7 separate regions of the Mus musculus genome follow, and all the other regions are linked to region 2. A link is a contact called in public HiChIP or PLAC-seq and promoter capture Hi-C data. All regions are on one chromosome and are shown on one strand. The core of a region is the stretch at or near the end of the contact, and the rest is flanking DNA. Distances in the headings are between cores, read along the strand shown.

The links. Promoter capture Hi-C pulls out the DNA fragments that hold promoters and counts their contacts. HiChIP or PLAC-seq counts read pairs in DNA pulled down with a chosen protein or histone mark. Capture Hi-C pulls out chosen DNA fragments and counts their contacts.
Region 1: a contact with region 2 is called in a promoter capture Hi-C map of pre-B cells, with 5 times the contacts expected there. The contact joins the promoter of Zscan2 here to the promoter of Hddc3 in region 2. A contact is called at or near these places in 14 of 39 promoter capture datasets (the 3T3-L1 cell line, the C10 cell line, the SN4741 cell line and 9 more), 1 of 484 Hi-C or Micro-C datasets (CD4 T cells), 3 of 115 datasets of contacts at active chromatin or transcription factors (astrocytes, large pre-B cells and memory CD8 T cells) and 1 of 9 other capture datasets (liver).
Region 3: a promoter capture Hi-C map of stem cell-derived epiblast-like cells shows a contact between it and region 2, with 2.8 times the contacts expected there. The contact joins the promoter of Mesp1 here to the promoter of Hddc3 in region 2. A contact is called at or near these places in 6 of 39 promoter capture datasets (the 3T3-L1 cell line, embryonic stem cells, hippocampal neurons and 3 more), 1 of 115 datasets of contacts at active chromatin or transcription factors (large pre-B cells) and 1 of 9 other capture datasets (liver).
Region 4: a promoter capture Hi-C map of pancreatic islet shows a contact between it and region 2, with 4 times the contacts expected there. The contact joins the promoter of Pde8a here to the promoter of Hddc3 in region 2. A contact is called at or near these places in 1 of 115 datasets of contacts at active chromatin or transcription factors (embryonic stem cells) and 2 of 9 other capture datasets (adipose tissue and pancreatic islet).
Region 5: a promoter capture Hi-C map of neutrophils shows a contact between it and region 2, with 6 times the contacts expected there. The contact joins the promoter of Nmb here to the promoter of Hddc3 in region 2. A contact is called at or near these places in 12 of 39 promoter capture datasets (the 3T3-L1 cell line, the C10 cell line, embryonic stem cells and 8 more), 2 of 115 datasets of contacts at active chromatin or transcription factors (astrocytes and bone marrow-derived macrophages) and 2 of 9 other capture datasets (adipose tissue and liver).
Region 6: an H3K4me3 HiChIP or PLAC-seq map of embryonic limb bud shows a contact between it and region 2, with 4 times the contacts expected there. The contact joins the promoter of Mesp2 here to the promoter of Hddc3 in region 2. A contact is called at or near these places in 3 of 39 promoter capture datasets (hippocampal neurons, liver and pre-B cells), 1 of 115 datasets of contacts at active chromatin or transcription factors (embryonic limb bud) and 1 of 9 other capture datasets (liver).
Region 7: a contact with region 2 is called in a promoter capture Hi-C map of liver, with 2.7 times the contacts expected there. The contact joins the promoter of Slc28a1 here to the promoter of Hddc3 in region 2. A contact is called at or near these places in 2 of 39 promoter capture datasets (liver and pre-B cells) and 2 of 9 other capture datasets (adipose tissue and pancreatic islet).

The regions. Positions count from the first base shown.
Region 1 is chr7:80,859,677-80,862,415 of GRCm38.p6, reverse strand. Zscan2 (zinc finger and SCAN domain containing 2) reads right to left here and starts at 1,485. Exons shown (of 3, transcript NM_001382511.1): 1 at 1,339-1,485.
Region 2 is chr7:80,341,846-80,344,802 of GRCm38.p6, reverse strand. It overlaps Hddc3 (HD domain containing 3), which reads right to left and starts at 1,666. Exons shown (of 4, transcript NM_026812.2): 1 at 1,554-1,666; 2 at 1,209-1,264; 3 at 847-1,087. The coding sequence starts at 1,665.
Region 3 is chr7:79,791,818-79,794,904 of GRCm38.p6, reverse strand. It overlaps Mesp1 (mesoderm posterior 1), which reads left to right and starts at 1,315. Exons shown (of 2, transcript NM_008588.2): 1 at 1,315-2,040; 2 at 2,314-2,664. The coding sequence starts at 1,378. The coding sequence ends at 2,382.
Region 4 is chr7:81,211,767-81,214,539 of GRCm38.p6, reverse strand. Pde8a (phosphodiesterase 8A) reads right to left here and starts at 1,275. Exons shown (of 22, transcript NM_008803.3): 1 at 452-1,275. The coding sequence starts at 625.
Region 5 is chr7:80,903,591-80,906,511 of GRCm38.p6, reverse strand. It overlaps Nmb (neuromedin B), which reads left to right and starts at 1,450. Exons shown (of 3, transcript NM_026523.4): 1 at 1,450-1,691; 2 at 2,206-2,378. The coding sequence starts at 1,535.
Region 6 is chr7:79,809,396-79,812,347 of GRCm38.p6, reverse strand. It overlaps Mesp2 (mesoderm posterior 2), which reads right to left and starts at 1,621. Exons shown (of 2, transcript NM_008589.2): 1 at 589-1,621. The coding sequence starts at 1,419.
Region 7 is chr7:81,113,291-81,116,052 of GRCm38.p6, reverse strand. Slc28a1 (solute carrier family 28 (sodium-coupled nucleoside transporter), member 1) reads right to left here and starts at 1,254. Exons shown (of 18, transcript NM_001004184.3): 1 at 1,176-1,254; 2 at 419-530. The coding sequence starts at 514.

The DNA.
Region 1 (2,739 bases), core at 236-2,735, 520 kb before region 2:
AGAAACACCTAGTAGATATTTAAAGACAACAAGGGGATATAGCAACCCAATAATAATAATAATAATAATAATAATAATAATAATAATAATAACTACCACACACATACACAGCATTGCTCTTTTCAGAAGACCAAAGGAAGAGTAGTGGGATGCAGTGATCTGGGCTGAGAGAAACAGAACTGACATATCCTACCCTAAGTCAGTTCAGACTCCCTTCAGAGACTGTGACCTAACAAAGAGGTTAGTCATTCAACCTCAGTGACCACTTAATGAATAGATAACACTCATCCTTATCATATGGAACATCATAGTGATTACTAATGGATCGCATGTCAAGGTGCCCCCAGCTTCACTACAAGTCATTAGTGCTATATTTCAAAGGAGGTTGCCCTCAGATAATCTCCCAGATCCCAGAATCCAGGACTCCTCAAGGCCCCTATATAAAATGGTGTACCAAATACCTTCAATCATCTCTAGACAACATATACTTAAGTGTAAATAATATGTAAACAGTTGGTATGCTGTACTGTTTGGGAATAATAACGAGAACGCTCCTACATGTTCAGTACAGACATTTCTGTTTATTTTTTTGCTTCTGAAGCAAGATCTCATTATGTAGCCCACGCTGGCCTCGAACTCCTGACCTGCCTGTCCTGCTTCCTGAGTGCTGAGATTACTGCCTGCCCAATTCCTTTTTAAATGAACACACATGGGGATCATTGCGGGGGGTGGGGGTGTGGGGGACACACACCTAGATCTGAGTAGTAGCTCTACAAAATATTCAAAGCAGTGGAATTAAAAACTATTTAAGTATTATGAAAGCAATGAATATTTATTTTTAAAAAATCATTACACCATAGAATCAGATAACATGCCCTCCCCCATGAAAATAGCAAAAGTTAAAACAGAACAGCAACAACAGAAAGAAAACTGAAGCTCCCAATGTCAATTTGTCCAAAATGACTACGTGAAACACAAATACATCGTAATTCTTCCTGGACATCCCGGGAACACTGAACCTAGACAGCTTATTAGCTAAGCCTGGCTCCGACACGCCCCCTCAGAACCTCAGTTTCCCCACCTGGTCAAGGAGGCGGCTCGGTGGGATGTCGTCGAGCATCCCTTCCCAGTGTAAAGCCTGCGTTCCTAGGCTGCGCGTACCCAGCGCTCTGGTGTGAGCGGAGCCTCGAGGGCTCCGAAGAACCAGGACGCAGAGCTGCGCGTCCAGCCCGTCGGGCGCGGACACCGACGCCCCTCCCCCAAACTGCCCTGAGCTGGCTCCAGGCCCGTTACTCGCTGTCTCTCTGGCTGTTCCCCGCGGGGCGCGCGGCTCCTGACCTGCCTCTCCCGCTCGCCTCTCCAGGGACCAGGTCCTGTTCCCGCTATCTCTCTGAGCGCAAAAGCACCCCACGGTCTGGCCCGGCCCGGCCCGGCCCCTCTGGATTCACCTCAGCTCAAGCCCAAGGGGCACAGAGAACAATGGACGGGAGAGGCCCGCCCATGGCCACTCTCATTGGCTGTCCACAACAGTTCCTGAAATTCTGCTCCACTATTGGTGAAAACTGCGTCCAGATGGGCGTTGGGAGGGAAGTTCCACCCGATGCATTGCGGGAAATGTAGTTTACCCAGAGACGGGGGGGGGGGTGGTTTGTACCTGAGCGAACAGAGGGTTTGATAGCCGTAAGTAATGCCTCCGGATCAGAGGCAGAGGACGACCCAGGACTAGCTGTCTGTCTTCTAGTACTGCCCAAAGCTTTCACCTGAGACAGATAGTGCCAATTCTCTAAAGCTCGCGTGTATTTATCTATAAAAAATGAAAGCTGGGTGAATGTATCAGTCTTTTTCAGCTGAGAATTGAGTGGCAAATGAGCCCTCGAGAGCCAAAAGCTGACTCTAAGCAGAGAAGAAATCTGCGCAATCAAAGTTCCTCTTGGCCCAAGTTCGCACCTCTCCTGGAAATTTGCAGCTACGCACAGGCATTTGCACTCCGGGGTTGCACTCCCCTTTGTTTTCACACGTGGTATTCTTGCGTCTTCACGAAAGCCCCGCCCCGCTCTTTCTGCTTTGTAAGTCCTAGTCTATAGTCGGCTCCTTGGAACCTGCCCTACAGTTAGGCAAGAGGTTAGCTCTGGGAGGGAATGACCACCCAGGCACCCTAAAACAGGACACAAAGGACAATAGTGGTCCTTCCAGATGGGTCATCTCAAGGTCCCCAAAACAGGATGTAAAGAACAGCAATAGATGGTAGTGGTCTACTAGTTGGCTCAGCTTCAACTGGCTTCAGGGTATCTCTAGATAAGAGTATGCATGGAGTGCCTGCTACCCCTTCACCAAGTGAACTTTTCAGCTTTGAGGGCACTTAAGCCCCAAGACTGGGTGAAATGAGCTTCCAAGAAAAGTGTGCCACTTTGTTTTAGTGCCCGCCTTAATGGAGGGACAGGGAGAGGATAACAGATAAAGGATAAATCTAAACCCACTTCTGTCCCCGACACAGCCATTCCTACTCTGTACGGATTGCTCTCTTCCCAAAGAGCATACAAACTTTTACTCCCTTACTCGCTCTAGTTAAAACCCTTGACTTGGGGGCTGGAGAGATGGTTCAGTGGTTAAGTGTGGGAAGCCGTTGCAGAGTGGCAGTTGCAGAGTGGCAGTTGCAGAGTGGCAGTTGGCTACTGCTGGCCACTACACATACATAGGCAGTGAAGGTTCTTTTGCCAAGACAAGTTAACCAATCAGATG
Region 2 (2,957 bases), core at 417-2,916:
ATGAAGGGGTCACGCAAAGCAGCTGAGGTTCGGTACTGTGAGAGGCCATGGAAGGCCATTGGTGAAGGTGCAGCCTCAGTTGCAATTGAAGGCCCAGGACTGAAGGGGTCATGCAGTGTTTTGGAGATGCCAGTACCATGAGATGACCACCAAGAGCAGCAGCAGCAGTGGGGTACAGGCATCTGGAGCCTAGAGGACGATGCGTGTGCTACAAAGGGCCTGGCTGGAGAAGTTACCCAAGCCCTTGGAGGAGCCCAGAAGATCGTGAGTTGGATCCCAGACATTGGACGGTTGGAGATTGACTTTTGCTTTTGATTGTGACTGTGCCCTGATATTTTCCCTCTTGAAGGAAGAAACTGTTTTAGTGGAGCCCACAGTTAAGAGACTTTTAATTGTAAAAAGACTTTGGATTTTAAAAGAGATGGATATTTTAAAGAGATTGAAATTTTAAGAATATGTAAAGGCTGTGGGACTTTTAAAGTTATTTAGATCTTGGGGATGAATAAGATTGTAAGGGTTGAGGCTTACTAGTGATGTTTTTGTGTGTCAAGTTGACAAGGGGTCAATTGTACTGGCTAATTTTGTGTCAACTTGACACAGCTGGAGTTATCACGGAGAAAGGAGCTTCTGTTGAGGAAATGCCTCCATGAGATCCAACTTGCTTCTTGGTCATGATGTTTGTGCAGGAATAGAAACCCTGACTAAGACAGAGGTTTAGTCGGAGGTGTTACGACCACCCCTCCCCACTCTACCCCCCGACTTATTTCTGGGAATCTAACCAACCTGTATTTTCAGAAGCTGGCCATCCCCTCCCCCTCTCTCCTCAGAGCCAGTAGGAGAGCATACCTGTAGGGGTGCAGCGATTCAGGTCCCTCAGATTGTATAGCTTGTCTGCCAGCTTCACCAGTTTGGCCCCTGGGCTGCTGTGTGGTGCCTGCTCCACCTGTTGCCGCTTTCTTTCCAGTTTGGGCAGAGTCTTGTCATCTGTTACCTCCTCCACCAAGCGTCGAACCTGTGCTCCAAAGTGCAGCTCTACCTCATCCAGGGTAGTATCTGTGTCTTCTACTGTGTCATGGAGCAGGGCGGCCTGGGGATAGGTTACCATTCAGCCCAGTGACACTAACCTACTAGCCAAATAAATAGCACCCATTGTTCAACAGTACTCTGGTTTCCCGCACCAGCCTCCTGGCAGAGAAGGGTAGCCTTACCTGTAACACCACAATATCAGTGATTCCAGCCTCATGGGTTAGGATCCGGGCTACACCTGGCAGGGGCAAAGCAGAAGTCAGTCTAGAAGGAGCCAGATGTAGCACCTCACCAGCTGGATGACCTTGGAAAGTCCCTTACCCTCTTGGGATATCGACTGTACCAAGGGAGCACTCCTGCCTTCTACCCCAGGTGAGGCTTACACGCATAACGCATGAAAAGTGGTTGATACAACGCTTGGGACTCGAAGAAGGCGCTCAGTAATTTATATGCGCTTTGTGTTCCCGTCCCAGTTAGTCCCCACCCGCCACGGGCCGCGAGGGCTGCTTCCCAACTGGCGCGCCCACCGATGGGGTGATTAATGTAGGGAGTCCCTTCAGGATCTTTTCGTCGCTGCTGTCGGTGTTTGTGAGCGGCGAAGTCAGCAGCCTCCAGCAGCTGAGCTGCCTCCGAGCCCATTGCGCTGGTGGCGCGAGGGACTGAAGCTTCGGAGTCCGAACAAATCACCTATAGCGCCGCCTGGCGCTTCGGAGGCTCGGAGAACGGAACTATTTCTAACAAGCTGTAATTCATTCATCCCCCCTCCCCCAACGTGTGTGCGCGTGCGTGTGGATTATAGAGGCTATAAGTCTCCACCTTAGTTTTTGGAGACAAAGACTCTCCTTGAACCTGTAGCCCAGGTATTTAGCAAGACTAGCTACCGAACGAGTTTCAAGGAGTCTCCTGTCTCTGCCTCCACAGTACAACAGGCGTAGGTTGCCATCCCCAGCTTTTTTACCTGGCTATTGCAATAATCTGAAAGAATGCAAGTCCTTATTCTTGTGCAGCAAGCACTTTACCCACTGAACCATCATCCCATTCTCAACGGAGGTTCTTTAAAGACCGAGATCCTGGATATAGAAGTTTTCAACAATCACAGCGGCTGGTGCAGCGTTCTCCCCACCATGCCCCAGGACGTAGTAGAACTAACAGTCTTTGCAGAAAAGGGAGACAAAACCAAAAGTGATAGTTTCACAGAGTGCTGGGTACAGAGCTGGAAGGCACGGGTGGCCGTGGGATCGTGGGGGGAAAGCCCATTTTATCTAGCCTGGGAGGCAGAGACAGCGTCTTCCACGAGAAAAAGGCCATCTACAGCCTGGCACAACACCCAGACCGTTTTCAACGTGCTCCAAACATCGCTCTCCTCACAGGGTCAGTCTCTGTTATCTTGGGCATCTGAACCTAACATCTTGGCCCTAGAGATGCTAGGATTTGACCTGGAGAGTTGGATCTTGCTTAATTGCTTCAGATGTGGGCTCCTGGGACACAACACTGTTTCTACAGAAACCGTTTGCATTCATCTCTTGAATCATGAGGGAGCCTGCTTCAGTCCCCAGACCTCTGCTCTGGGCCCTTGAGGTAGTGAGTCTTGTCCCCGCGGTTTCAGGAGCATAGTGTTGCCTAGCTTGGGTAGGCACTGGAACAATCCTTCTCTCTTTACCGGCCATCGAGCTTTGGATCTTCTGGAGAAATCCCGTCTTGGCGTTGGCAGCTCTGAAGTATGAGGGATAAGCAAGACCTTGGCATCTCCCCAAAGGGTTCTGAGAAGTGGAGACAGCCAGCTGCTAAGTGTATTCCACCAGGCAGGTAGCTTTTGTGTCTGGGCTGGCAGCTGGGGAGATAAGGCTCAGGGGAAAGCCTAATGACTGGACTCTCTGACAGGCTTGGTGGTTGCCATGGCGCTGCAGTTACAGAGGGATGCCCCACAGGCT
Region 3 (3,087 bases), core at 66-2,565, 550 kb after region 2:
GACAGGTTTGCTTTAATCTCTCAATTTGTATTTATTTCTCTTTATTTTTCCAACCTAGTCCCTTCATTCAGTACAACACTGAACAGGTATGGTAAGAGCAGGCATCCTCAACAGCCAGGCTCACAACTGCAGTAAGCTGAGGCAGCAGGATCAGGAGCTAAAGGCCAGCTGGGTTAGAGTAAGTTTGAGGCTAGCCTGGGCTACATGAGACCATGTTTCAAGATGTGGGAGGAAGAACACTGGAGAGACGGCTCAGCAGTTAAGAAGAGCACATGTTGCTCTTGAAGAACCCAAGGTTCTGTTCCCAGAAGCCACCTCAGGCAGCTTACAATTGCCTGCAAGGCCCGATCCTAAGGAACGTGACACCTCTGGCCTGTGTGGGGGCACCAGCACACACACACACACACACACACACACACACACACACACACACACATCTTTAAAAAATAAAAGGCAGCCTATGAACCTAACAGGTAGCATCCTATGAAATAGATTATAAAACTGCCATTGGGACAGATGAAGGTTTCTGCTTTTCAGGGTTTTTGGGTTTTGTTTTGTTTTGTTTTGTTTTTTCCAACACAGGATCTTATGTAGCCCATGTTAACCTGGGCCATATACAGCTAGGCCTGGCCTTGAACTCCTGACCCTCCTGCCTTCACCTCCCAAGTGTGCCACCAGCTCAAGGAGTTGAGTTTTGTCAAAGGACTTTTTACTCACTGTAGCTGACCAAAGCAGCAGAGCTCCAGTCATGGGAGGGCTGGGAAGGGGACCAAGCTCCCCATCTTGCCAAGACTAGAAGTGACTTGTAGTGTGGGGAGGCAGGCTCACCTCTCCCCCTGCCCGGACACCCCAGCAACCTCACAGGTCGGTCGGGATGGTTTCTTCAATGTGCCTCCCATAGCCTGGACATCAGGGAGGACTACAGGCCACATCCAAGCCTCTGGGAAGGACTGAACTAGAGTTCTCTCCGTGTCTAGAGGTCCCTAGTCCACAGTTGGCCAATGCAATCCCGAAGTCTCTTGTTATACAATTTGTAAATTAAAGTGATGGAAAAAAATGGCGTAGGGTCCCTAATAAATGAAGGTGTACCCTAAGCCTAGGAGCTAGACTTCAGTTCTCTGAGCATGGTTCTTTCAACTGGCAGTCCTGGCCATAGGTGCCTGACTTACTGAGGCCCCAAATATGGTCCAGGTGGAGCAGACTGGACTAAGGGGTCCTGCACCTCAGAGCCCCTGCTATGGTTCAAAGGGTTCAGGCCCTGCCCCCCTCCTGGCTCGAGCCGGCTTTGATATGCTGATGAATTCTGGAAGGGGCCCGCTTCACACCTAGGGCTCAGGATAAAGCTACAGCGGACCCAATGGTCAGGCCTCCGCTGCCATGGCCCAGCCCCTGTGCGAGCCGCGCTCCGAGTCCTGGATCCTGAGTCCCGCTGGTCGGCAGCCACCGATGCCTTCCGATGGGAACAGCGTCTGCTCCCCAGCCTGGTCCTCGGACCCGTGGGACGGTGCCCAGGCCAGCAGCCCTGCACCACCCTGCGCCCGCCCGGCCCGGCGTGCTGGGACCCCGGGTAGGCGCGGGACGCACGGTAGCCGCCTGGGTAGCGGACAGCGGCAGAGCGCCAGCGAGCGGGAGAAGCTACGTATGCGCACACTCGCCCGCGCGCTGCACGAGCTGCGCCGCTTCTTGCCGCCATCCGTGGCACCAACCGGCCAGAACCTGACCAAGATCGAGACGCTGCGCCTGGCCATCCGCTACATTGGCCACCTGTCGGCTGTGCTGGGACTCAGCGAGGACAACCTCCGGCGACAGCGGCACGCGGTGTCACCTCGAGGCTGCCCGCTGTGCCCCGACAGCGACCTGGCGCAGTCGCAGTCGCTCGGTCCCCGTTTAAGCCCGGCCGTCTGCAGCGGGGTGTCGTGGGGATCCCCGCCTGCCTACCCTAGACCCCGAGTCGCCGCAGAATCGTGGGACCCATCGTTCCTGTACGCAGAAACAGCATCCCAGGAAAGGCAGGAAATGGAGCCCAGTCCCTCATCTCCGGTTAGTAACCCCTTCCCCCACACTGTCGAGGTGGCGCCCCCTACTGTTGGTGCGCGACGCACAGCCCCACGTCGCGGACCAGCCTCTCTGCTGCACTCAGGATCTCCCTTGGGCGCATCCCCGTGTGCCCTGGGTGTCCGAACAGGGTGGGAGTTGGACAGGCAGGGATTAAGGACGCTTTGCTTGCTCGCTTAACCTTGAGCGTGGAGCGGATGAGCGCGGACCTGACCCTGGGGCAGGTGTTGATTGTGGCGCTGTTCACTCTTCCTGCAGCTCTTCAGCAGCGACATGCTGGCTCTTCTAGAAACCTGGACGCCGCCGCAGGAGTGGCCGCCTGCCTGAAGAGTGGAGGGGACAATGCAACGGATGATTGTCACCCTGTCTGAGCACAGACACTTTTCCTTTGGTCTTGGCACCTTCGGAGGGAGTAGATCCTGGAAGAGGCGGCAGTGATACCAACATGGGCATCCCGGGGTGGGAGCTGGCCCTCATCCAGACTGTACCATTCCAACCCTCCTTGGAAGGAGGCGCCCAATAGGGTACACGCTCTAAAGATGAAGCAGGCACAAGCTTTGCCTGGTGTGTATTTATTTATTTGTGAATAAACCGATTGTGCTAGTGTCATTTGGAGGGTTTATTTTTCTTTCTTCCTTATTTGGGGGTGTGTGGGAGGGGGAACCTCACACTGTACGGCCCAGGCTGGCCCAAACTCATGGTGGCACGAGCCCCCATTGCCCCATGCTCCCATACCCTGCTGGAAGTTCTGCTATGTGTCAGGGAAAGCTGACATGGGATTGTGGAGGAGGAGTCTTGTAATCTCCAGCCTGGAAACACAAAGGCCTTCTACCCTCCTTCCTGGTCAACATCTATGCTGCATGGGTCAGTCTGAAAGGGTGGGGTAGGGTGAAACGGAGTGGGGAGCTTCCTGAGAGAAGGTGACAGGAAGTAGTTCCTCTTTTTTAAATGTAGGGAGGGACTGGATAAAACCAGAAAACACAACTCCTTTAGTGTTTTTGTACCTTGGTTACCTTTGCATATATTTCACAG
Region 4 (2,773 bases), core at 26-2,525, 870 kb before region 2:
GTTCCAGGTTACATTTCAATGGCCCCCAAAAAAGTGGAAAAGTGAAACTGCTTGTGCAATGAGAGGACAGAGGTTGGGATAAGCTAGGCAGGGGGTGAGGGGGGGGGGGAACTGGTGGCATCTAAGACCCTTCCCAGTGCGGACAACCCTTGCCTTTCTACTCTGGGAATGCCAGAGCAAAGTGCACTCTGGTTTACCATGTCAGGAACGTGCCGGGGATATCCCGGGTCCCCCACCCACCCCGCTGGGAGAAAACTGACTCGCCGCGTCCGACCCCGGCCGGGAAGGAACGGACACGGCGGATCCCGCGGCGCCGCGTCATAGCCCTGTTAAGCCTCGGTCCGCGACAGCCCGCAAACGCGGGCGGCTGGCGTCGGTCAACGCCAGGGCGGCTGCCTAGAGGGCCCCCAGTGCCCCGCGTTTGTTTCCCCGCCCTCCCAGTGCGGCTCACCTTCGAGGCGCCGTTATCCCGAGGCTGAGGCTCCACGAGCCCGGGCGCGGTCGACCATCGCTGAATAGATCTCGGCGCGGGGCCCGGGACGTCCACGTCCACGTCCTCGTCCTCGCCGTCGCTGTGGCTAAACGTTCGGTTTTCGGAAGTGTGGATGCTCGGGGCGCAGCCCATACTGGCGGCGGCGGCACCGCGGACTCGCTGGCGGGCAGCCGCGATCCGGTCAGCAAACGGCCCGCCCGGCGCCTCGGGGCCGCCGCGGGCGCCGTGTCATCGCGGCCTGAGCGGGCGGGCGGGCAGGCGGGTGGGCGGCGGCGGCAAGCGCGGGTCTCGCGTCAGGAAGCGCGGCCGCCCCTTTTATTGCGCTGCGGGCGCGGCGGCCGTGGGGAGGGGGCGCTGGGGCGAGAGGCGCGCCGCGGACGCCCCTCCGAACATGCCCTTCCTGAGGCGGGAGCCGCCGCTGTCTCCCTCACATCGCCGCGCGCGCCGCAGCCGCCGCGCTTCCGGGGAAATGTCGGGGGTGGAGATTTGCGCTCTCGCCACCGGGAGCCGCGAGCCCGCGCCGCGTTTGCACCGCCGCCCTCGCCTCGTCTGACTCTCGAGGAAACGGGCGCTCGCTCGCCTGGCGGTGCCTCTCCTCGGCCCGGCGGACGGCTGGGTGAGCGCCCCTAGTCGGGCTACCGTAGGGGAGCCCAGCCCTCGGCGCCCGCACTCCGAGCTGGGGACCCGCTCGCTGACGGAGCGAGCGCCTCGACTCCGGTCGGGCCGCGCCGTCGAGAAGCGCCGAGGCGGCTGCGCGAGCCAGGAGTTGAGCATCCGAGACTCCCGCTCCGTGCTCCGGACCGCGTCTTGCGGGCAACTCGCCGCGCCCAGCCCCCAGCGGTGACCTCCAGCGGCTGCTGGCGTCAATGCAAAGCAGCTGGGGCGCCCGCCGCCCGCTCCCTGTACCGCCCGTCCAAGAGCATGCGCGGCCGCGACCGCAGGGGCACCTAGCCAGCCCGTCCGGAGAAAGGAAAGGACTTGCTGAAGGATACAGAGCCATTCTGCTTCAGGGGCTACCGAGTTCGTTCACTGTCAGGTCACTGTGTTTGAGATTTGGAGCTATCGTCCGTTAAGAGACCAGTTGGAAGGACCTCAGTCCGAAGCGTTCCGAAGTCCATGGGGAACTACACTCCAGGTCCCAGGCGTTATTACCAGGGATAGCCCTTGCTCCAAGACCTGGCACGTCACGCCTCTGGTTGCACTCAGACCTGTGGGACTGCAATATTTCGAAGTTGGTTAGGGAAAGCCGGTCCTCTTAACCAAAGGACGATTCCAGGTTCGACAGTCCCAAGGATCCGAACCAAATGAAGAGTTGTGCGTCCGTCCAGCAGGGATCAGAACTGCAGCCCCCCAAGTGCTACCAGATAGCTAGCTGTGTGACTCCAGATGAGTCTCTTAACCTCTCGGTAGCTGAAACTGGAGGGCGACGCCCCTGGGTGTGCATCTGATACCCAGAGCCAGCCACTTCGAGGGCCTTCCCGCCCTTCTTTGCTCTCTAGGTCCACCGGGACCCTGGCGGGACCGGGACGTAGCTTCCTTTCCTCAGTCCACACCTTTCCTACACGCACCCGGGTGCGACCCTGAGTGGCTGAGACTCCTGCCCGCGGACTGGCTACTGTTAAGACCCGGAGATGTGCTCCGGGCTGAAGTCCCTGCTGTGACAGACACAGGTGCTTGGTCCCTGTGGCAGCTGCAACGTCCTTGAGCATCGATCTTCGCCACCAAAGGAGGATACAGGGCGGCTTCCGGAGCGGATAAGGCTGGAGCAGCTTTAGAAACTGGTTCTCTTTTCTGGCCTTTGGCACGCGGCTCCTTTGTCAAGTTAAAGCACGCTGTCCTATAAAAATATGACTGGCTCCTCCAAGGTGTCTTGAAAAACAGGAAAAGTTTTTGTACTGACACCCGTTATTCCACCCAGTCTGTGGTGTTTTCAACTAGCAGTCTTAGAGGGTAGATTTTTTGTTTTGTTTTTTTTTGTTTTGTTTTGTTTTTTTTCAGCTGGTAGCTGGATCCCTAGAGAAATTGCCTTTAGCCAAGATGCACGTACAAGTCTAAGGCTCTTCTCTCCGCCCACCAAAAGTCTGGCCTTGACAACTCCACAGTGACCTTGCTAGTGAAGCTCCAGGAAGCCCCGGCCCTCCCCTCGCGGACTGGCTCACAGCGGCCCTGCTTTGTCTTAGGGATCCTTGAGCTTGATGTCAATAGCAGGGTGGGGCTGAGGAAAGGAGGCTAGCTAGAGACCAAAGACAGATCCGTACCTTCCCCAATCTCTCTCTGATC
Region 5 (2,921 bases), core at 201-2,700, 560 kb before region 2:
GCCTCAGAAAACTTCCCTGGGCCTGGGGGATGAAGGCTAAGCTTAGGCAGTGCTTGCCGTGCAAGTATGAGTACTGAGTTCAGATTCCCAGCACCAAACGCAAAGCCAGGGGTGTGGGCCAGCACCTAAAATCCCAGCGCTAGGCAGGTGGAGAGAGGAGGGTCCCTAGGCTTGCTGCCCAGCCAGGTTTGAGTCAATGAGCTCCAGTTTCAGCAAGAGACCCCGCCTCAAAAAGTAAGGTGTAGGCTGGGGAGATGACGAAGTGGATAAAAGCACTTGCAGCCACAAGGCTGAGCTAAGTTCAGATTGGTAGAACCCACATGACAAACTGTATGTACTGACACATACATGCAATCAGTGTTCCTGTGGTGAGATGAGAGAGATGGATGGGAGAATAACCCAGAATCTGTGGGCCTGCTAAACTGGACTATATGACAGACAGCAGAAAGAAGGACACCCTGTCTCAAACAAAGCAGAAGGTAAGAACTGACCCAGTAAAGACAGCAAACCAAGTAGAGTGGCTCACATCTATAATCTGGTACTTAGGAACCTGAGACAGGAGGCTTGCTATAAGTTCAACTCAATCTGTTCTATGTAGGAGTTCCAGGACAGAGAGCTACATAGCTCATGTCCCAAACAAAATAAAAAGATTATGCTAGGCAGCACAAATGATGCAGTAAAGGGTCCAAGACCTAATACTCTATTCCATCAGTCACTCCTTGACTTAGTTTCTAATGAGTAAGTGAACTCTTGTGAACAGGAAATTGGTGTCCCCTCCTGCCCCTCCCACAATGCTGGGTCGGAGCACATATCTGCCCCTGATCATTCAGGGATGCCACTGATGACTGAAGATACTTTCCAAGACCAATAAGAACAGCTCTGGAAGGCAGAGTTCTGCTTCTCCACAAGTAGTATGGTTATTTCCGTTTTACACTAGAGAAGTCATCTGGCCCAGCAATCTTTCCACTGATCTGACCTACAGTATGATAAGCCAGGCCCTTTAAAGGGTACCACTACTAGGAGGCAGCTCCTCACTCCCTTCCCCATAATTCTGTCCCCGTTCTGGGCACAGAACTTGTCCAGGTTATCCAGTGTGTGCCATTTGTGAGCACAAAGCAGGGCAAACAAGGCTCAGATGGTTTGAGACAGGAGGTGACAGGATTCTTGAGTTCCTCTGCGGGATGATGCCAAACACATAGACTGCCAAAAGCAGGGCTTCTTGTTCTGCTTTAGCTTTAAGGAGAAGCTTTGAGGGCTGAAGTAACAACTTGATGGAAACACAGAAAGCTGTGTTGGTGGCCTTGGGAACCACCTTTGCTGGGGACGATGCCATAAGCACGCGAGTGTGGTGGGTTTCTAGGAGAAACCGGGATGCAAGGCTGTGTGGGCGGAGCCTGCGGGGCGGGGCTCTGGGGCGGAGCGAGCTCCGCTCCTCAGGCAGGCTCCGCTCCCGACTGTAGTTTAAAAGGCTGGAAGGCGGGCTTCGAGAACTAGTATCCTGAGAGTGCCAGAGAAGAGCCTGTTTGGCACAGCCATGACCCGGCAAGCAGGGAGCTCTTGGCTCCTCCGTGGTCTCCTGCTCTTCGCATTGTTCGCTTCCGGCGTCGCTCCCTTCAACTGGGATCTCCCGGAGCCCCGCAGCCGAGCAAGCAAGATTCGAGTGCACCCTCGGGGCAACCTCTGGGCGACCGGTAAGTGTTAGGGGACCCCCTATAAGCATGCCTCATTCTCCTTGGTCCTCAGTTTCCTTTTCAACACTTTGGAGGCTCTTGGTAGCGGAGCTCCTGCAGTCGCGGGGGGCTCATCAAGTTTAACAGATGGGAATCTTGAGACCCTAGACATGGCTAAGATAACCCACTCAGAAAGTTTAAGACAGAGATTAGATCCGGTTACCAGTCGGTTAGGCAGACTGACAAGTCTTCTCACCTCATGTCTTCTCTGCATCCATTTAGAGGCACCTTCTCCACTTCCTTCCCTGGCAGGTAGTCTCCCTGGTCCTGGGCTATCTACCCGTCTTCTATCCTCCAGCGGGTCAGGAAAAGCTCAGGATGTCAGCTTTGCCTCCACCCAGAGATCTGTGGCTTCTGAGGATAATGTTTCTTGTCTTCCCTCTGTGAGAGCCGAAAGGTCGACTAGACCAGAGCTTGCTGTGGTGATGGGGTCCTCATCTTGAGCTCCCATGTACCTTGGCACCTCCTTTCTTAGGTCACTTCATGGGCAAGAAGAGCCTGGAACCCCCGAGCCTGTCACTGGTGGGGACAGCACCCCCTAACACCCCGAGGGACCAGAGACTACAGCTGAGTCATGATCTGCTCAGGATCCTCCTGCGAAAGAAAGCTCTAGGCATGAACTTCAGTGGCCCAGCTCCCCCAATCCAGGTAAGCCCCCTCCCCAGTACCAGCATGGAAGAATTGCTGCCCAGCATGTCTTCAGGGTGGGACTGCCTAGCCAGACGGTAATGGATTCCAGAAAGCCAAGGTCCCAGGGCTCAAAGGGGGAATATCCCAAAGACTGGAAAATGACGCAGCAGCCAGACTACATGGGGGAAAAAGTTCCTCCTTGCCCATCCCCAGTCTGACGTCGCAGACTAGGAGTATTCTAGCTCTTAAATAGAGTGTTCTCCAGGCCACACAGCCTTGTCCACCCCAGCTGTCATTAGCCAAGCCCACCTTTGCCATGCCAGGCTGTGCTTGTGTCCCAAGCTGTGATCCCTACGGCCTTGAGGTGGAAGGGAAGTGACCAGTGGTGACACCTCAGAACCAGCCTGCTTTCCAGTCTCCCATCCACTTCCCAATGCCAGTGTTCCTGACAGTAAAGGCTCTGCAGGGCTGTCCTTTGCATTTGAGATGCTTAGCACATCCCTGGTCTCTACCCGCCAGAGGCCAGTAGCACATTCCCTTCTCACCAAGTTGTGATAACCA
Region 6 (2,952 bases), core at 372-2,871, 530 kb after region 2:
CAAATCCTAGCTCTGCTATGAGAAGTTTCTTCATGTCAGTTTTCCCACCTGTAAAATGGGGTGCTGTATTAGCATCATAACGCATCATAGAGCTGTATAATCGGATACAGGGAAAGTACAAAGCAACCAGAGAGTGCTTGGTAAAACCCAGTCATCACTATAATCTTTTATGGGCCACAAGTCATTTATGGATGAACGCATCTCAAAGAAAACACTCAGGTCACCACTTCCAGAAGGATCTATTTAGGAGGTGCTGCCAATACCCCTGGGCCTCACTCATGTACTGAACTTAGAATTTCCAGCTAGTGAAGGCCCTCGCCTTCCACCCTGGCCTCTGTGTAAATCCGAGGGCCATCCTCTCTTCACCAAGCTGTGGTGACTGTTGCACAGCAAAGGTGGCAATTATGGCAGTGGCTATAACTTCCCGGGGCCTCATCTCTTCTCCTACAGGTGTAAATAAGGCTATTTCCATCTATCCCTTCATTGGATAACCTGGGACCTGATGAGTAGGAGACCCTGTACAAACGAGAGACCGTCCACTTTAGTTCCAAATGAAGCCATGAAAATGGCAGGGGTCCTAGGACCTACCTGATACACTTTAGTCAGCTCTGCAGGTTCAGTGGATTGTGTCCAGTGTCCAGTCTTGTTCCTAGGCTCTGGGGACATCTGCATGCCAGGACATGCTTGAGGTGGTGCCCAGGGAGAGGAGTCAGCGGCTCTTTCTAGGGACTGGTGTAAGGGTGACTGTATTTGGGGACAATAAGGAGGTGTCACCCAGGGATCCACGTTGGAGATCCTGTTCCCAAGGTTTTCAGGTGAGATCAGAGGTCCAGGACAAGCAGGCGGGCACCCCCAGGACACCCCACTACTCATGGCTGATCCCAGGCTAGGACCAAGCATCTGAGCCTGTGAGGGGCTGCCACCGTCGGGGCATTGAGGGCATCGGTGAGAGAACGCCGCGTCCGCACTCCGTCGGCGCCTGCGCCGCAGACTGTCCTCGCTGAGGCCCAGCAGGGCTGACAGGTGGCCGATGTAGCGGATGGCCAGGCGCAGCGTCTCGATCTTGGTCAGGCTCTGGCCTGCAGGTGCCACCGACGGCGGCAGGAAGCGGCGCAGTTCTTGCAGCGCGCGGGCGAGTGTGCGCATGCGCAGCTTCTCGCGCTCGCTGGCGCTCTGCCGCTGTCCGCCTGCGGGCGCTGGGCGCGTTCGTCGGGGCGCCGTCGCCTGGGTAGTGCGCGTGCTACGGGCCGGGCCGGCGGGCTGCGAGGGCCGACGGGTGGCGTAGCAAGGGCAGGAACCGGACGAATCTGAGGACGAGGCCGGAGACGTGGAGTCCGATTGCTGAGCCCAGCCCCAGCCCTGGGAGAAGACCCAGTGGTCGAGACCCTGGAGGCTCTGAGGAGGAGGCGACTGGGCCATGGCTGGTGTGACTCTGGGAAGCTGGACCGGTCACCTCCAGGTCCTAGCTTTTATCTGGACTAAAGGTGTGAGGTGGTCCCCTGCCAGGTTGCAGAGAGGTGTCAAAACCCACAGAGCCCAGGGAAGGTCTGGGCAGGGGGGCCCTGGGAAAGCGGGCCCATTTGCAGAGGTGTGGATTCTGACCCCTCGAAGGCTCTAATGGAGGCCCCTGCTGCCGGGAAGTGTGGGAGAGACAATTCGCATCTGGATGGAGTTGCTAAGCTTCTCACCGAGCCCCCACCTTCACTCCGCCCTGCTACTGCAGGGTGAATACACCCGAACCCACCACCACGGTAGATGGCTGCTGGGTACCTGGATGTCTATCCCGTGCCTCTGGTTCACTTACAGAGTGGCCACCCTTCATCATTAGCCTTTAATGGGCTATGCCTGTGCTGGTTCCGACCAGCACAGTGGGGCTTCCTCAGGTTCCCCCATTAGCCAATTTGCTGTATACACTTAGAAACTCTCACTGACCACAGTATCTGTACCCACTAAAAATGGAACCCAGCAGCCTGGAGGGTTCCAGGCTGGGAAGTGGAAATGGAAGGAGGTGGATGCCAAAGCCAACTTGAAGCTTTGTGTCACCTTGAAGCCACCTAATTTCTTTGAGCTCATCTCAGTAGGAATTGCTGCACAGAATGACTTCCAGCCCTCCCTGGATTAATCCTGAAATTGCTTGCTATGGGCTTTCATTGTGCCTACACTTTATAAAGAAGGGACTGATACAGGTGTGGTCCATATACCCGTAATTTAGCACTTGGGAGACTGAGGCAGGAGAATTGGAGGGAGGTGAGGTCAACCTGTACCCATCAAGAACTTGTTCCAGAAAAGAAAATCAATCAAACAAATAAACCCAGTACTGCCACCGGTGACCACTCATGGCTATAGTCCAAGCCCTTGGGAGGTAGAGGCCAGAGGATGAGGAGTTCAAGTCCATAGAAAGTTTGAGGCCAGCCTGGGCTACATGAAACCCTGTCTCAAAAAACTAAAACAAATCAAACCCAGGCACTAACATTTCAAAGTGTTTATGGGCACACATTTGCTTATTATATGCAGGGCCCTTAACCTGCCTGAGCTTGTCCTGATTAGCAAAACAGCTAAGTATGGCATCTGCTCCCAGAACTTCTGTGAGAAACAGCTGAGGTAATAAAAGCCAAGGACAGGCTCTCCTGAGCATCAACTGCAACTGAAACAAGGCACCCATACCCTGCATCATCTCCAGGACAGAAAGCTAAGGGTTAAATGAGCTTTTGGCGCAGTCAGGCCTTAGCCACCGAGGCTGAGCAGGTCCAGCTGGGTCTTGAACCAAGAGCATTGTTTCATTAGGGAGAGGGGACACAGAGAACATTTCCAGAAGGGAAAGGCCTGGAGGTGGGAGGGCCAGGCACGTCTGGAACCAGGCTGAGTTGGTTTTACTCTCAAGGCCACGGGGAGCCTCTTTGACTTTTGAGCAGAAGGGTAAAGTAATCTAAAATATCAGTCAAGGTGAGTGTG
Region 7 (2,762 bases), core at 5-2,504, 770 kb before region 2:
CCTTTGGGGAGCCAAGACAAGATGGCAAGTTCTTTAAATGCCAAGGACACCCCACCCCATCATCTGCTTCCCCTCTCATCTTGTAGACCAGATGTTCTTCCCTCCTGGGACCTTTGCTGACAGCACACAGTGGGTACATCACACAGTGGGTACTCAGAACATGTTTAAGGGGTGAAATAAAGGGGGTGCTTTGTGCTGGGGAGGTACTACACAAGCAGAGCTCAGAGCACAGAGTGAAACACACAGTCCCCCAGCCCATAGCTGCCAGTCAAGCTGAGGGGCCCTCCCACTATGAGCTGCTAGTCAAACTGAGCCACCCCACCTAGTGAGATGCCAATCAAGCTGAGCCCCACACCACCCCACACCCCTGTGAGATGCCAGTCAGGCTGAGGAGGTGCTATAGGGGAAGAGGACAGACCATTATTTCCAGGAACTCGGCCCCCATGTTCTCCAGGCCATGGGCCACAGGTGTGAGGGAAATGGACTCTCGTTGCCTCGGTGTGTCGTCTGCCATGTGCTAGGCTCTTCAGCTGAAAGACAAAGATGTCACAGAGGGTCCACAGCCGAAAGGAGGGCCAGGAGAGAGAAAAGGAACCAGAGAGGGAGGGCGAGGGGGAGGGGAAAGGGAGAGGGAGAGAGAAGGGGAGAGTGGGAGAGACACCCTTTCTGCCCTCTCTCCTGATCCTGGGAGATGCAAGTCCTTGTAAGCTCCAACAGTGAACTGTCCCTTAGTCACCAGTCACCAGGAAGGGAAAGAGGGGATGGCGTAGGCACTGGTGTGGGCACGGCTCAGAAAAGAGCCCTTAGTTATCTTTACTTCCTACAACCGGTGAAAATCATTGGCAGGGGAGGAAGTGCTCATTTCATCCATCTTGAAGCCAGCGCTACCCAGGACTGTTCCACTCAAAACCGAACATTCCTCATTCTCAGTGAAGCTGCTTTTAGATGTTAGCTCACCTGCAAATGAGAGCCCAAACTCCCGTTTCCCCACTGCGGTCCCTCTCTTGCCCACACCTTAGGCCTTCCCTACTCAACAGCAGCTGGCTAAGCAGATCTTCCCCAGACACAGACCCTCAGAGGGCATGTGGAGCATGCAGCCAGGGCTGGGGGATGCCTGCTACCTGGGCACTCGCATTCACTGCTGTACGGAGAGGAGAGGAGCCCACACTACTCACAGATTTGTAGTGAGAAGGCAGCGTCAGGAGGGATTGACTGTTAAGAACTGACTGACTGAAGCACAGGTTGCTGTGGGAGGGCTGGGTCCAACCTGCTTGGGCTTTGGCCTGTTCACTTCTGTGGAAATTCCTGGGCAGAGTCCAAAACTGAAGTAGGTTGGGCTTCCCCAGAGCTCAGGGCCACCGCAGGGGCGGGGACCCCAGCCTGTTTCAGAAAAAGCATGATGGGGTAGCCTGGCTCACTCAAGCCGGGTCCTCTGTGGTCCTGCCCTCTGTCTGCTGCCCTTTCCCAAACCAACCTCTTCCTGGCCTTGCTCCAGGACGCCTCCTTTGGGAAGCCACCTTGGTTACTCTCTCCCTCCTCTTTCTGTCAGCATCCTGGAAATGTGTCTTCGTGTTGTGGCTCAGCCTCCTTTTCTCACAGTATCGGCGACTCGTTTTCCAAAACTAGAAGATATTGAAAGCGCTGTCTTTATCACAAACAGGTGGTGGCTCGGGGCTAAGCATCACACAGTCGCAGAAACAAGCCAAAATCACACCATTTCCTTCTCCCCTTTCTTCCTAGAGTGACACCCGAGTTACACGTGCAAAGTTGGGGGACAACACTTTCATCTACAGTCTTCAAACTAAATTTAAACTTACCTGACAGGATTTAATAATTGATGATGCACACTCTTTAATAATTAATTATCTTTTATGATACAAAAGATGCCTCACACAGAGGCATACACTGGCTGTTTTGGAAAAATGGAAAAGAAGAGGCTGGACATAAGTGGTACCCCCTGTTCTTAGAAACTATCTGTTTCTATTGGGGTTAGGAGAATATCGTCTCATCTAACCCAGCCTGACTTTGAACCTGCTATGTAGCCGAAGTTAGCCCTAAACACCCAATCCTCTGGCCTCCACATGTCCAATACTGGGATTCCAGGTGTGCATCTCCACACCCCTGGTCATGCGGAATGAAGCATGAAGGTGTTATAGAAATATACAGAGCCTAAGAATTTTTCTTATTTCCCCTTAAGTATACACTATTTTGTTATTCATTTTCCAATAGGAAATTGTACTGTTGCAGGGTTTTCACAACTTGCTTATCTGAATATACATATACACACACATACACATGGACACATACCTATATTGTATCTGGAGATACATATACACACACATGGACACATACCTATATTGTATCTGGAGATACATATACACACACATGGATACATACGTATATTGTATCTGGAGATACATATACGCACACATGGACACATACGTATATTGTATCTCGAGATACAATACCCACTGTCAGGTCACTGGTCCCCTTGATCATAAGATAAATGTTTACCTTGAGCAAGACTGGGATGGGGCCAGAGCAGATACTGAAGGAGCCCCCCTCAGCCTCAATGAAGGGAAAGGACCTTATCCGCTTTGATGCCTCTGTTCTCAGTGGCTCCTCTTGTGCGTGCGCGCGCGCACACAAACACACACACACACACACACACACACACACACACACACACACTGCTCTTTCTTCCTCTTGGTGCCCAGAAGCCGGCAGAGGCTCACTGAGAGAGCAAGCTACTTCACAGCCTT